Regions from separate parts of the Mus musculus genome. Here regions 2, 3, 4 and 5 are each linked to region 1. A link is a contact called in public promoter capture Hi-C data. All regions are on one chromosome and are shown on one strand. The core of a region is the stretch at or near the end of the contact, and the rest is flanking DNA. Distances in the headings are between cores, read along the strand shown. Region 1 holds the start of Ubxn8 (UBX domain protein 8). Region 2 holds the start of Nrg1 (neuregulin 1). Region 3 holds the start of Eri1 (exoribonuclease 1). Region 4 holds the start of Dusp4 (dual specificity phosphatase 4). Region 5 overlaps Gm26578 (a long non-coding RNA gene).

Region 1 (2,700 bases), core at 101-2,600:
AAAAGAAAAGAAAGAAAGAAAGAAAGAAAGAAAGAAAAAGAAAGGAAAGAGCTGGAGAGATGGCTAAGCAGTTAAGAGCACTGACTGCTCTTCCAAAGGTCCTAAGTTCAATTCCCAGCAACCACATGGTGGCCCACAACCATTCATAATGAGATCTAACGCCCTCTTCTGGTGTGTCTGAAGACAGCTACTGTGTGTACTTACATATAATAAATAAATCTTAAAAAAAAATCAAAACCACCTCCAATTAGTCACTGATCGTCCTCAATAAATCACAGTGCTCTCAAATGTAAAGATTTTAACAGTACTGTAAACTCAAGTATCCCCTTACTTTTATGTTCTACAGAAGGTGATTAACTGATAAGAACTTTTTAGACTATGGAATGGTTCAAATGTTGCAGGTCCAGAGCCTAACCATGGATTATTATGGGCTTTAATTAGCCCACTTAATAGTCACTCATTGTTCACCTATATGCCTGACCTAACTATGCCTATCACATGGAACCTACACAATATATTAACTTAGCCCACAACCTTCTACCAATCCAAAAGTTTATTTTGTGAGCACCTGAGCCCTCTGCGAGAGGTTTTCCTACACGTTGCTGTAACTCATCTCCCTGATGGACCTACATATATTTAAGGTGTTTTGTGACATTTTTTTGGCTGTTACAATAAAAACTTTTGGAACCGTGGAACCGAGAATTTGAAGTAACCCAAATCCGTATTCTCAGAACACCACGGACATTTAGATTCGATTCCAAAATAAACTCTGACCTGCTCTGGGGCAGAGCGCTGTTTTTTAGGCTAACAGTACCTACAAGTCGTTGTGGCAGTAGTGGAGAGTGAGATTGCAAACAGGGTCTGACTTAGAATAAGATTCTCAGAAATGGTACTTGGGGACTCCCTTTCATCCATTCCTTGATCATGACACAAAGGCTTTCACCTGAAACATGGCTCAGCTATCAGCTTATTTACTTCCGGCTCTCATTACTCTTAGAGGCGAAACAGTTCCTATCTGTCCCTGCGCTTCTCACTCGGGTCCCTTTCCAAGCCGACCCTGGCCAGAGATCAAGAGAACTTTTTCCCGCGGAAATGGAGGCGGTTCCGGAAGAGGGGCGGGCGCGATGGATTCTGGGGATTGTAGTCAAAAGCGCGCGGAGGTCCGCGCCGCTCAGGTGACAACACTCCAGCTGGGAGCACCGAGAGGAGAAAGGCAACACTTACCGAGACTCGGGATCCCGCGCCGGAGCTCCAGACACAAGAGAGGGAGAGCAGAGAGCAAGAAAAGGCCCACGACGCCACGAGAAGCCATGGCGCGGAGGGCTCGCTGGGCGCAGTGCCCGCCCCTTCCGGCCGTGCCTTCCGCGAGCTCGCCCCGGAGGCCTCGGGCTGGGAGGAATGGAGGGAGGATGCTGTGCCCTGAGGCTGGGGCGCGGGCCCGGATGCGATTGCTCAGACGGCGCGGGTCATCTCCTTCGGCTGGGACGGTCCCTGTCCTGTGGATCTGAGGCTGGTCACGATGACAGTGGCTTATCAGACTGTGCAGGTCTAAAAGATGGTGCTCAGAAGACTGAAATGACTTAAAAGGGGCGGTTGACGCTGCGAGGCCCGGTGGCCTTGTGTCCCTTGGGGGTAACAGGGCGTTTGGTTCTTAGCTAACTAGTTACTAAGCATCTTCTCTTCCTAACAGGTCCTGCGGGAAGCTTAAAAGTGGGGTCTGCTCCCTAGTGCCTGTTCCTGCCCCACACCCGCGTGGAGAGTTCCCTAGACCTGCCCCCCACTCACTGTTCTCCCTGTCAATGCCTACACGTGTTACAGTTATGACTTAACGTTGGCCTCACAGTGACTTCCCTGCCACTCCATGACTCAGCTCTGGTAACTTAGAGTTCAGGAATGGAGGGCCTTCCCACTGACAAGATTCCCAACTTGGCAAGTCCTCAACCATCAATACCCCCAGTCGCTCTTCAGTTTAGCTTAAGTTCCAAGTATGTGTAAGTTACTGAATTTGTCCTAAACAAACTCAGCCCTGGGATACATGTCCTGTACAGAGACTATCTGATGTCTGGTGCCATGATAGGAATGTCTGTATAGAGTGCTACAGAACCACGTTCTGCAGTGTGGAGAAGAATTTCCTGAGGAGATAGTGACTAAAGTGTGAAGGTTTGGAGTTTGGACTTCGGACACTTTTAACCACAGCACTAGGGAGGCAGTGGCAGATGGATCTCTGAGTTCAAGGCCAGCCTGGTCTACAGAGTGAGTTCCAGGACTGCACAGAGAAACCCTGATTGAAAAAAACAAAAGAAAAAAAAAGTATACAGAGGAGCGTCCAAGACCTTGGAACAGTGAGCCCTAAATGGGTGAATATGAAACCCTCCCCTTAGGGAACCCCAAAGGAGCAGAGGCAGAAAGAGTAAGAGCAAAAGGGATGAAGGGCACGGAGAAAACAAGGCCCTCCAAAGCAAAAAAGATCGATAAATATGTGAACTCAGTGAACTGAGGCAGCATGCACAGAGCCTGTGTGGATCTTCACCGATAAGCTCCTAGAGCCCAAAGAAGTAGACAGCTATCCCCATCCTTAATCCAGCCACTATCTCCAACTGATAACCACTTGAAAAAGTAAATTCTCTCTCCAGGGAAGGCTCACTTGAAAAACATTTGCGATGGTAGACTGAATGGCCAGCAGTGGATGGCCAATACAAC
Region 2 (2,990 bases), core at 118-2,617, 1.7 Mb before region 1:
GGAAGTTCCCTCCCACCCTTTCTTTTAAGCCACCATCGCCTTTCTTTCTCTCACTACTTACAAAGTTTAGGAGCAGTTTGCAGATTAGTTTCTGTTGTTTGTGGCTGAGTTCCTGACTTGGGTGTTCTCACCTCAGGGGTCCGAGCTGGAGAAGGGAAGGGCGGTGGAGTGGAGTGTAAGGGAGGAAAAGCAGACAGCCGGTTCTTCCGGGTGGGTACTGCGGAAGGTTCAGAGGCCACAGCGACATGGTCACCTTGCCCTGTAACATGAGCCTCGGCTTCAGACTGAGCCTTAGAGACAGGTGAAGTGTATGCCTCGGATGAGACCAGAACAGCGGAGGCAGCCGTTGGATCCAGAGAAATAACAGGGTCCTGGCCTAACCCCCCAGGGTCAAGGTGGGTAGGAGAGTCGTATTCGAATATCTTGTCCACAAATACCCACTTTAGGCCAGCAATGCAGAGGCAGAGGCTTACTAGACAAGCCAGAATGGGAACAATGCAGATCTTCTCGGAGTTGAGGCACCCTCTGAGACGCTCCGCTTCCAGGCAGACACAGCAGGGCACGGCCAGGCCCAGGAGTCCAGGGCTTCTCCCATCTTCTGTGTGGGTGTCTGGCATATGTTCCGCTGCCGGAAGCCCATCGAGAGATGGGTCTGCACTCAGCTGAGTGGAGGGGCTGGAGGACCTCCCGCCAGCTCCCTCAGACATGTCTGGGGGATAAATCTCCATCCGGATCACCTCCAGAAGGCCCGGCCTCTCTCACAGTGCATTACCATGCAGAGCTCCCCCCAACCAAATGATACAGCATCTTGAAGGGGGAAATCGATAAGGCACCCAAGTCCAAGGCCATTATCCAAAGTAAGAGAGCTTAAGAGGAAGCAAGAAAAAGATAAAAAAAAAAAAAAAGGAAAAAAAAAAAAAGAAAAAGAAACGAAAAAGGAAGGGCTTCTAGCAACTATGAAATAGAAGTGTACCGAAATATCTTGAGCTGTTGTTTCTGGGACACTTTTTCAGTTCTTTCAAAGGCTTCTCCAAACCATCCCGGTTGGTTCAAGAAGGCAGGGGACCAAAAGAGGAAGCAAGCTGATGCCTAGCTGATTAAGTAAACCAGTATCCCAAACTGAAAGGCATGTTTCTCACCTCAAGCGTCTGAAGCTGGTGTCTGCTTAGAGGAAGAAAACAACTGTCATGCAGGAGAAGTAAAAGCAAAAGCAAGACCAGAGGAGGCGGCGGCAGCAGCAGCGGCGGCGGCAGGAGGGGCAGCAGCGACAGTAGCAACAGCATCCTGTCGTGTTAACGCAGCGGCTGAAAGAGGCTGAATCATTACAGAGCAGCAGGTGCCTGCCCTCTGAGCATCACGGCAAACAGTACCATTGCACAAGGATGCGAGGGCAGGAGGAGCCAGGAGGGGCGGTAACTCCCTTCCCCGCCCTGCCTCCACCCCCACCCCCAACCACTCCTCTTTGTCCTTCTTGCGCTCAGTCACTTTTTCCTCTGCAATCTTCCTTCTTCATAGCTTCTTTCTCTTCTTCCCTCCTCCTCCTCCTAAAGATATATTCTCTCTCTCTCTCTCTCTCTCTCTCTCTCTCTCTCTCTCTCTCTCTCTCTCTCTCTCTCTCTCTCTCTCTCTCTCTCTCTCTCTCTCTCTCTCTCTCTCTCCCTCTCCCTCCCTCCCTCCCTCCCTCCCTCCCTCCCCTGTGCCCCGCACCCCCAGTCCCCACTCTACTGCTAGCTGGTCTCTAATAAGTACAGTATACCCAGCAACGCAGGTCCGCCAGTGAGTTCCTATTTTATCCAATTACAAGGAATAAAGGCCAGAGAAAAGAGAAGCAGCCGGGAACCAGCTAAACTGGGTCTCCCCCGGCCTCCTCCCCCCCCCCCCCTTCTAATTTCCCTCTACCAAAGCAGGCCCCAGTCTCCCATCCCACACTCCACCTTGCTTGCTTTCAGTCTTGCTGGCTCTCTCCTCTTCACCCACTGTGGGGTCAGAAAAAGCCAGGGATCGATGATGCTAGCAATCTAACAAAGCTGGGATGGAGGGGGATGGGGTGGGGGGTGGAGGTGGGGACCTTCTGGGTTAGACCTGAGGCTTGGCAAAGTCTGATCTCTGACTCCTCCCCAGAGAGGTAGGCTTTTCAACAGCAATTTCTTCCTGCCTGCTGTTCAGCGGCATTCCTTCCTTCCGTAGCCAGTTCTCTAATAAGTTTTGTTCACTAACAGGACTCTTATTACCCGGTTTTCAACCAGCAGTTAGAGCACTGTTTCTAAACCATGGACAGCTCTGCCTTCTTCCTTCAGCCACCTTCTTGTGGCTAAAGACTTTTTCAATGCTCAGAGCGAAATGCTGAGTGTGTGCGGGGGCGGGGCGGGGTGTGAGGGGGGGTGGGGGAAGGGGAAAAGTCCCGAGTGTCTTCCTGCTCTTTACATTTGAGTCCTCCTTATTCCATCCAGAGTAAGCTAGAATAATGTCAACCTAAGAGGAACACTTACGCTATCTACCGCTTCATTTTCAAATTAGCCTTTCATGTTGACTCCACACTGCAGAGGAGGCTTGAATTCCCTGGGCACTGTAATACACACCACATCTCCTCAGCTATAATCGCACTGCCAGTATTGAGAATTTTCAATCAGAGCGTGCCTTGTGGATTAGGTTTCAGAAACTGTGATTTACAGATAGCTTCCATGCTGATTTTTGTTTGTTTGTTTGTTTGTTTGTTTGTTTAGAAACAGGACTTGAAGTACTGGAAGAAATGGAAGAAACTCACTGTAAGAGAGAGCACAGGCTCCAGGGAACATTCCGTGGTGTTCCAGTGTCTGTCTGTGCATCTGAACATTTAAGCCACTCTTCCAAGGAACCAAATGACTTCCAAGGAACTGTGTCCATAGGGGAACTCTTACAAACTCTCTCGAAATCCAGACAACATCGTCATCCCATGCAGACCCAGGGCAGTGACAGGCAATGCTCAACTCTTAAGAAAATCTGCAATTCAT
Region 3 (3,009 bases), core at 444-2,943, 1.9 Mb after region 1:
GCTTTTGCACACTGAAACAAAAATGTCCAAACATTAAAACGCCATTCTTTCCTTCTACCAGTTTACACCAGCCACCAAAACTGGAGCTGGTGGAAATTTTACTAGCTAAATCTCAAAAACAACAACAACAAAAAACTTGAACAAAGTAGTTTCAAAAAAAAAAAAAAAATCCATCTGAACACAGATCCAGGCCTTCAAAGCATTCTATCTCAAAGTTTCAGGACTCTGAAAGACAATGAAGTATATTCAACTTCTCTTAGAAAACGCTCTGCAAATTAAAATTAGCTTTCGAACCGACTTAGATGATATTGTCAACAACGTATGTTAAAATGAAAGGGGCATCTTTCCAGAGAGGGCAGATGGAAGCGTCTTCAGCCTTCCAAAGTACCTACCAACAAAGGGAATAATCTGGAAAGATCCAGAGAAGCATGCTCCGGACAAGAGGAGCACAAGATCCTTACGTTACAAAACACTCCACGATAAAAGAACACAAGGAAGCCAGAGTGGACGAAGATGTGTATATGAACTGAGCAGAGGGGCAAACTGAAGAAGGCACGGAATGCGCAGCGCAACCTCGGCACAGACTGTCAAAAGGAAACTCTAGAGGCCTGATAGACAGCTTAACCATGAAGAACAAACTCTGCTCTTCCCCAAGACCCATACCTCCTTTCCTGGTCTTCAGAGGCACCTGCGCACACACACACATTTTAAAAAATAATATTTAAAAGGCTATTCTGGCTACTACACGAAGGTGTAAATGGAAAGAATAAAGGCATTGGGACGCCTCTATGGAATACCCACCTTCTGACATTTTGGTTTTTGAGCCTAGCCTTTCACACCCAAGCCATCTATCTCTCTACCCTGCCAATGAATGAATAACCTGGGTGTCAGTACTCAACTCCTCTTACGAAAAAGCGACAGAATTTAGCATCTCGCTCACAACCCGCGGCGCTAGCCAACACTAATTCATCAAGATGAAAAACAGAAGTCCGGGGATCATCTCCTGATCTTGCCCATGCCGTGAGGAAGTAGCAAATCACTTAGAAAGCCGGTCGTGGCAGGGTTCTGGGCGAGACAGTAGGGGACGGGGAAAGACCGGGGGAGGGTCCTCTCGGGAACAGATGCACCTCGGGGTGCAGAGGGCAGTGGGCCGTCTGGGGCTGGGAAGACACGGGCTGTCCGAGCACCCCGAAAGGCTTGCCGCCGCATCTGGCGGGGAGGGTGGGCGCTGGAGAGAACCCAGCCAATCAGCGCCACGGGGCTGATGGAACGGCAGTGCGCCCGCGCGCGCCGAATGTTTACGCGGAATTCTCACTCGGAACTTCCCGCCTGACCTCCTCCCTCTCGAGGCCGACGATGCTCGCCCCGACTAGGACGGAGCAGGGGAGCGAGCGAGGCCGCCCCGCACGCGCGCGCGAGCTCCCGACCTCACCTCCACGCTCAGCGGCCGGGACTCCTCACACTCCGGCCGCGGCGTCTTCTGCTGCGCCGCGTCGCCGCCACGCTCCCGGCCCCGCTCGTCCTCCATGCCGCCTCTCGCGGGCCGCGAGACGGCCGCGGACGCTCACTGTCGGTCCACCGAGACCCGCGGGAAGCCGCCTCGCTCTCTCCCTTGAAAAACTACCGCGCTTCACGTTCCCGCGGCGGCCGCCACACAAACTCCGCCGGACGCCTCCTACTTCCGGGAGCGTGTGGCGTTGTCACGCCGCGCAGGCGCAGTGGGCGGGTCCCCTCCTTTTTCTCCCCGCGCGCGCGCGGTAGGACGGCGGCGGGAGAGAGCCCGGGAGGCGAGCGATTTGGGGAAGTGGGCGTGGGTAGCCCGCAGGTTCGAAAATGGTGCTGCGCCGGTTGCCTGGGATGCGCGCGTGAAGCTGCCCTAATTAGTGTTTGCTGCAAGTTCTAAGGTCTTTCCTCCCAGTAACTCAAAATCTATTTACTTTTTTTCCCCCACTGTAGCAGAAGCTGCTTTGACAACGACCAGTGTAGTCTATGTATGCCCTTCTGCAGATGCGTTCCTAGGGTCTAGATTCCACAACGCTGAAATCTACAGGATTGCATCCTTTCCAATGCTGTTTGGCATTTGGGGACGTTTTTAAAAATCATTTTCATTCGTCTCCACCCCCCCCCCTTGTGTTTATGGGTGTTTTACCTGCGAGCATGTCTGCACCGCGTGTGTGCAGTACCCCAGGGAGGCTGAAGAGAGCGTTGTCCCTGGGATTGGAGTTAGAACCCAACATGGGAGTTGCCATGTGGGTGTTTTTGAGAGGCGAAGGAAGAAACTACCATTCCAACTTAAGTGTCTGGGCAAGATGAACTTTACTCTTTATCAAGCGGGTATGCTCGAAGAGTGAATACATACAAGTCAGGAAGTGTGTTTGGTGATTATTTTAACTTAGGGTGTGGCCTGTGTGTGTCTCTTCCTCCTGATTTGAGGTCCCGTTGTTTCACAGCCTGATTTGATTGGCTAGTCTGAAAAGAATTGGTGCACAGGAAGTGGAGGATGGGGAAAGGGGCCATTGGAATAAAGGAGCAGTTCTTTGAGTAAACAGTAGTTTTTCTGGATCTGAAGGATCGAAACATTTTCATTAAAAGTCTCACAAGGTGGAGGAAGATAAAAAGATTTCAATTCTTTGTCTTAAACCCAAGTTTTATAGTATCCATAGAAAAGACTTGTGGTGGTTTAAATATGCTTGGCCCAGGGAGTGGCACTATTAGTAGATGTGGCCTTGTTGGAGGAAGTCTGTCACTGTGGGCATGAGCTTTAAGACCCTCATTCATGCTGGCTGCCTGAAAGTCAGTCTTCTCCTGTTTGCATTTGGAGCAAGATGTTGAACTCTCAGCTTCTCCTGTACCATGCCTGCCTGGATGGTGCCATGCTCCCACTTTGATGATAATGGACTGAACCTCTGAACCTATAAGCCAGCCCCAATTAAACGCTATCCTTCTAAGAGTTGCCTTGGTCATGGTTAAACACTTGTCATAAGACAAGACTCTTACTTGGTATTTCTC
Region 4 (2,731 bases), core at 26-2,525, 1.2 Mb after region 1:
TTCCTTCGTACCAAATGTAGACCTTAACCGTCATTTCCTTAGAGGACGTTGCGTGTGAGGAGGGAAGCGAGGACTCCCACCAAAGAGGAAAACCTCCGGGTATTCCCCCCCCCCCCCCCCATGGTTAAAAAAGCAGGTTTTAGGAAGCTTGGGCCCGAGTGCCTCCCATTCTCTTGCACGGGCACAGCATTCGGCCAATTAACGCCCCCCTCTGGGTTGTAAAGTAACAAACCCCTCCACCTCTCTTTTGTTATTGGGCTTCGGCGCGAGGGCCTTCCCTTTCATCTTTCTAAATCTGCGTTGGCCCAGGTTCCGCGGGAAGCTATAAACCAGATGTAATAGCTCGGGATGGAAATCGATCACGCTAATGTATAAACTAAGTCCGGGGAATCGCATGGAAAAAAACAAAGACAAAACACAACCGGCCGGGCACGAAGAACGAGATTAAGTCCGGCGAGGAGAGGTCCCCAAGCCCTACGGGGTGGCAGCCGCACAGTGTCAGGTTTCTCGGAGCTGCAGGAGCGAGACCTCGAAGACTGGGGAGGCCGGGGGGGTGGGGGGGAGCGCAGGGGTGAAGACCTCCACACGGAGAGCCCAGGCCTCAGTAAGGCCCCGCGTCGCCACCCGCAACGATCTCTACCAGGATCGCCGCGCTCCGGGGCTGAGGAAGGACAGGGCACCGCGCCGCGGCTCCATTCACAAAGTCCCCGAGCCGCCGGCTCGCGGGCGGGTCGGAGGCTGCCTCCTTTTCTTCCTCTAGGTCTCCGTTTTATGAATGGGCCTGGCAGCCAGCACCGAGCGCCCTGTTTACTCCTCTCTTTGTGACGTCGAGTCCCCGTGACTGGGTGCGAGGGGGCCGGCGCTCCATTCACGAGCCGGGGTGGGGGCGGGGCGGGAAGCTTGCGTTGGGGGCGGGGCCTGGCGAGGTAGTAATGACTCTTCCCTCCCCCGGGAGAGCCGGCGAGCATTAATAAATCTCTAAGCCAGAGGAGGAAACTCTGGCTGGGGCAGTGCGTGCAGCTCCGGCGGTGCAGCGGTGGGGGAAACGGCGGAGCCCACGGCAGAAGCAGCCCTAGCTAGCAAAACACACCAGAGGCGACAAACCGAGAGGAGCCCTCTCTCGTAAACACACTCCCCTGCTCGATCGCTTGCCCCGGGTGCCGCGCGCCCGCCAGCTTTGGCGCCAGAGAAGGCTGGGACTGCTATGTAACGTTGAGGCTGCGGGAGGTGGAAGCAGGGGTGTTAGAGGGAGAAGAGCCTGGGGCCAAGTTTGCGGGTCACTTCTGCAGGCGCCCTCTTAGCCCTCGCCTGGTTCCTTCTTGTTAGCCTAGCTGGCTCCGGTGCCCTTGGCCTTCTCCAGCTAGCTCCCCAGCTTACTGCGTTTTGCCGGCGACATGGTGACGATGGAGGAACTGCGGGAGATGGACTGCAGCGTGCTCAAAAGGCTGATGAACCGGGATGAGAACGGCGGCGGCGGCAGCGCGGGCGGCAACGGCAGCGGCAGCCACGGCGCCTTGGGGCTGCTGAGCGGCGGCAAGTGCCTGCTGCTGGACTGCAGGCCGTTTCTGGCTCACAGCGCGGGCTACATCCGAGGCTCGGTGAACGTGCGCTGCAATACCATCGTGCGGCGGAGGGCCAAGGGCTCCGTGAGCCTGGAGCAGATCCTGCCCGCCGAGGAAGAGGTGCGTGCCCGCCTGCGCTCTGGCCTCTACTCGGCTGTCATCGTCTACGACGAGCGCAGCCCGCGCGCCGAGAGTCTCCGGGAGGACAGCACGGTGTCGCTGGTCGTGCAGGCGTTGCGCCGGAACGCGGAGCGCACGGACATCTGCCTGCTTAAAGGTAAACGTGGGTGCCCGGGAGAGCGAGGTGGGAGGGTAGGTAGTGTAAGGGACTTGGCGGCCTGAGCCCTGCTGGGCATTGGGAGGAAAGTACCCGAGTGACTACGGGGTGCTGGAGTCCCCTTCCTCGCGTGTCTTTGTGCGTGTCAGTGTGAACGGTTTTGCTGTGGTTTGGAGCCTGAGTCCCGGGGAGGCCGTGCTGGCGCGTTTCCCCAATCACCTGCAATCCGCACGCGTCTTGGAGTTTCCGTGTTTGTTTACGCGAACGGTTCTGGCCTGGATGCTGGCAGCGGTTCCTCTGCGCAGCCCAGCTTCAAGTACTGAGAACGCGCTCTTAGGTCCCACGGGGACGAGAGAGGCCTGGTTCGGTATAACCCCGGGAACCCTAGAGGGGGGTGAAGGAAGGTGAATGCTAGGGTAGGAGCTGTCTCAGGAGTTCATACACATCGGTCAATGAGGAAAGGAGAATTGGGGTGCAGACCTGGGGAGCTATCTCTTTTTTTCCCCGCTGCCTAAACTCAGAGCTTTCTTGGATGGCGGCCAACCCCCACTTGCCCCGGTCTAAGGGAGGCTGAAGTGCTGTATTTGGGGGGGTGGGGGGACACCAGGCACAACCGCGCCTGCTCCTGCTAATCCCGGGAGCAGAGAGTTACCACCTTTTGTTCACACATCATTCTCGACTCTGCCAGCGGCGCGTGCCTGGTTCGAGCGAACCCTGGCGTAGGAAATTAGGTGGCCGGAGAGAGGGTGGCTTGTCACATTGAGAAGTCAGACACCCCAAAAGGATCGCGCAGTATCTCAGACGTTGGCAAAGGGGAGGGACCGCTCGCCGCACCTGCCAGCTCGCTCGGTGTGCCGGCCACCGGTTGGGGAGCACTGTAGGGTGCGGGGTG
Region 5 (2,780 bases), core at 56-2,555, 1.6 Mb before region 1:
CAGTGCTGGGGTTGTAACCCAATATACTTGCATACAATAGAGAAGCCCTCCACGTATCCAACAAAAAAGAAGCCTTTTAAAAACAAATCAAAAAATAAAACTCTTGGTCTGAAGAGTTAGCTAAGAACACTTATTGCCCTTGCAGAGGACGTGATTTCAATACCCAGCACACATGGTGGCTCACAACCACCTGTAACTCCCACGCCAGAGAATCTGAACTCTTCTGAACTCTGTGGGCACAAGGCATGCTCATAACCCATCAAATAACAGATCAGTATAGGTAGAATTCAAAAATAAAATAAAAAGATTAAAATCTTCACTTATCTCTCCCATCTCTCAACAGGTGAGAAGGCGGCTTGCACAGAATGACAGAATGTCAAGGTGTTTTCTTTAAATCGCCTTTGTGAGTTTCACCTGTGTGCTATGATTCCTGGCTCTGTCCATTCCCTTGGTCTAAATCTACAAACACAGCCTCGTGAGCAGGCTTAATGACCTCTCCTTGCTCCAAGCCTGGGATGTACAGCTTCTCTTTCCACCAGCTTACTTCTCACTCCACACAACAGTGGTCTGCCTCCATCTAATCACTGAATCAAGTGACTCTCCCTGGCTGCCTTGGAAACACCTTGGAGTTCAGCTGGAAGTCCTCTTTACATTCTGCTCTTACCCACTGTCCTTATGCACACAGCAGATAAAAATGGGCTTCTCTGTGCATTCTTATAGCTCAGACTCTGTGTGCATTTAACAAATATCCAAGAGAGAAATCACATGGCTTGATGGCTTTTAAACATCAGCCCACAAGATCCTCTCCAAGGTTAACATTTCTTTCCTTTGAAATACACTTTCCCGTGCCTGGGAAAAGAGTCCTCCCTATTAAATTTATAATGATGCTAAAATATAAATTAAACGCTGTGAGTGATGAATTAGTATGTCAAATATTTGAACAGCAAGAGCAATTTAGCAGGTCAATTCCTTTCTGTAGGTTCCATAAAAGACACCTGGTAGGAAGCATTCTAAAACAGATTATAGGAAATTACTTGAAAATGTTATTAGGATAGCTGGGCTACATGGAATAAGGAGCTGGCTCACACTCTTCCAACTTCTGGACCAGGCAAGGAATAATACCACAAGTATTTTTACATCTTTCACACATAATTTGAGGTTTCTTACTAAAATCTATGAAAATGACCATTCTGCATTTCAGTGTCTCCTGGGCCCAATGCTTCAAACATCTGACATGCTGAGGGATGTTTAGTTCCCAGCTAAGCCAAGAGTGAAGTTCTCAGTGGAATATTCCAGTCATCTCCAGCCTGAATCTAGGCCTGGAAGTCAGCGTACTCTACAACAGACCAACTTTCAACACTCTGTACATAGGGAATTCTTCTGGGTGGGTATATTAAAAGCATGTATGTCTTTCAAACCTCATTCATTTGGGAAAAGAGTTTTACAAGTATTAACAACAAGGAGGTAAGCTATCTTTTACAGGTGATTTAGTAAGACAATTAACCAACTTGACAGAAACCAAGTGAATGTCAAAAAAAAAAACAGAAAAGAAAAGAAAAGAAAAGAAAAGAGAAGAAAGTACAAAAACTAGAGCAACCATGCAGGAGATAATATTCATATGGAAAGTATTAAAGTGTTGTCTTTTCTGCTTGATCATAAAGACTGAGTTTGTTCCAACTCATCCCCAAAGGTACAAGATGAAATTACCTGTTCACTTGTGCATCTATCAGTGTGTACGTGTGTGTGCATGTGTGTGTGTGTGTTGCTTGGGATTTGTACATGGTAGGGCAAGCACTCTGCCACTTGACTGCATGCCCAGCCTTGAACATACCTCAGTCATAAGGCACAGTAAGTTTTACTCTCACCTAGGATAATATCCAGTATACAGGAATCCTAAAGTTTACTCTAGCTATTCAAATGACTGCACAAGAACACGTTCAGAATTAGTATTTCCCAGTGACATTTCTTTGGCTCCAGATTGTACCACACTATGTTGGGATCCCATAAAACACTATACCCATACACCCAGATGGTTTTAGTTCTGTGAGACTCGTATCTGTGAGACTGACCCAAACTAACCCTGGTTTGGCCGTGGGGAAGAGAAAAGCTATTTGTAGCTTTTCTCCTATATTAGGATAGTTTGACCCCACTTTTCCCTCATTGTTGATATTTCTAGAAGGTGCTACAGAGTCACATGACAAATCATTATTTTCATGACAATGAGCACATCCCTGTGGCGGAAGAAATGGCTCCGTATGATGGACACTTGCTGTTCTAGAAAAAAACAGATTGTGACTCCCAGAACCTGCATCCAGCACTTCACAAGTGACTGCAAATCCAGTTCTAGGAGAAATATAAAACCCTCTTCTGTCCTCTGTGGACACACACACACACACATACACACACACACACACACACACACACACACACAAATTCAAGGAACAGCACATGCTGGGTCAGCAATTTCCTGGGCTTTCTATTTAATAGAAGGTATCAGCATGTCTGTATTATGGGGATTATGGGTTTGGTTCTATGCAGCTCTCCCATGTATGAAACATAACTGACAGCCTATGTTAACTCACTTTTAAAATGTCCCTTTTTCCTCTAGTACCTACCTCCTTTTCATTAAACCATTACCAGGGGATTCTGTGCCTCCTTGAGAGCCCCTGTCCTGCCCACTGCAGTACCACGACACCCTGAATCCCCATCTTCTCCATGATGTTACAAGCATCATTCTGTAACAGGACAATGTTTTTTTGAGCCTTTCCTTTCACACCAAA

Evidence for each region. Promoter capture Hi-C pulls out the DNA fragments that hold promoters and counts their contacts.
Region 2: a promoter capture Hi-C map of hippocampal neurons shows a contact between it and region 1, with 2.3 times the contacts expected there. The contact joins the promoter of Nrg1 here to the promoter of Ubxn8 in region 1. A contact is called at or near these places in 1 of 39 promoter capture datasets (hippocampal neurons) and 3 of 115 datasets of contacts at active chromatin or transcription factors (the NIH/3T3 cell line, acute myeloid leukemia and embryonic forebrain).
Region 3: a promoter capture Hi-C map of pre-B cells shows a contact between it and region 1, with 5 times the contacts expected there. The contact joins the promoter of Eri1 here to the promoter of Ubxn8 in region 1. A contact is called at or near these places in 2 of 39 promoter capture datasets (liver and pre-B cells) and 2 of 9 other capture datasets (adipose tissue and liver).
Region 4: a contact with region 1 is called in a promoter capture Hi-C map of pre-B cells, with 3 times the contacts expected there. The contact joins the promoter of Dusp4 here to the promoter of Ubxn8 in region 1. A contact is called at or near these places in 2 of 39 promoter capture datasets (the C10 cell line and pre-B cells), 1 of 115 datasets of contacts at active chromatin or transcription factors (pancreatic cancer cells) and 1 of 9 other capture datasets (adipose tissue).
Region 5: a contact with region 1 is called in a promoter capture Hi-C map of the 3T3-L1 cell line, with 6 times the contacts expected there. The contact joins the enhancer-like site here to the promoter of Ubxn8 in region 1. A contact is called at or near these places in 5 of 39 promoter capture datasets (the 3T3-L1 cell line, cranial neural crest, frontonasal cranial neural crest and 1 more) and 3 of 115 datasets of contacts at active chromatin or transcription factors (astrocytes, embryonic forebrain and extraembryonic endoderm stem cells).

What each region holds. Positions count from the first base shown.
Region 1 is chr8:33,640,626-33,643,325 of GRCm38.p6, forward strand. It overlaps Ubxn8 (UBX domain protein 8), which reads right to left and starts at 1,351. Exons shown (of 8, transcript NM_178648.2): 1 at 1,225-1,351. The coding sequence starts at 1,312.
Region 2 is chr8:31,917,476-31,920,465 of GRCm38.p6, forward strand. It overlaps Nrg1 (neuregulin 1), which reads right to left and starts at 1,368. Exons shown (of 10, transcript NM_001364423.1): 1 at 62-1,368. The coding sequence starts at 728. It overlaps Gm33223 (a long non-coding RNA gene), which reads left to right and starts at 2,079. Exons shown (of 2, transcript XR_378857.2): 1 at 2,079-2,125; 2 at 2,724-2,990.
Region 3 is chr8:35,493,840-35,496,848 of GRCm38.p6, forward strand. Eri1 (exoribonuclease 1) reads right to left here and starts at 1,694. Exons shown (of 7, transcript NM_026067.3): 1 at 1,433-1,694. The coding sequence starts at 1,528. Gm51568 (a long non-coding RNA gene) reads left to right here and starts at 1,687. Exons shown (of 2, transcript XR_003947532.1): 1 at 1,687-3,009.
Region 4 is chr8:34,806,335-34,809,065 of GRCm38.p6, forward strand. It overlaps Dusp4 (dual specificity phosphatase 4), which reads left to right and starts at 1,276. Exons shown (of 4, transcript NM_176933.4): 1 at 1,276-1,839. The coding sequence starts at 1,395.
Region 5 is chr8:32,014,871-32,017,650 of GRCm38.p6, forward strand. Gm26578 (a long non-coding RNA gene) reads left to right here. Exons shown (of 3, transcript XR_870305.3): 2 at 344-403; 3 at 1,202-2,780. It also overlaps a transcript of Nrg1 not described here. Among named protein-coding and RNA genes, the nearest start is that of Gm26578, 6.3 kb to the left of the region's middle. Within about 2 kb of position 1,306, at least 4 of the 459 cell types and tissues checked have an H3K27ac peak or open chromatin away from gene starts, as enhancers often do.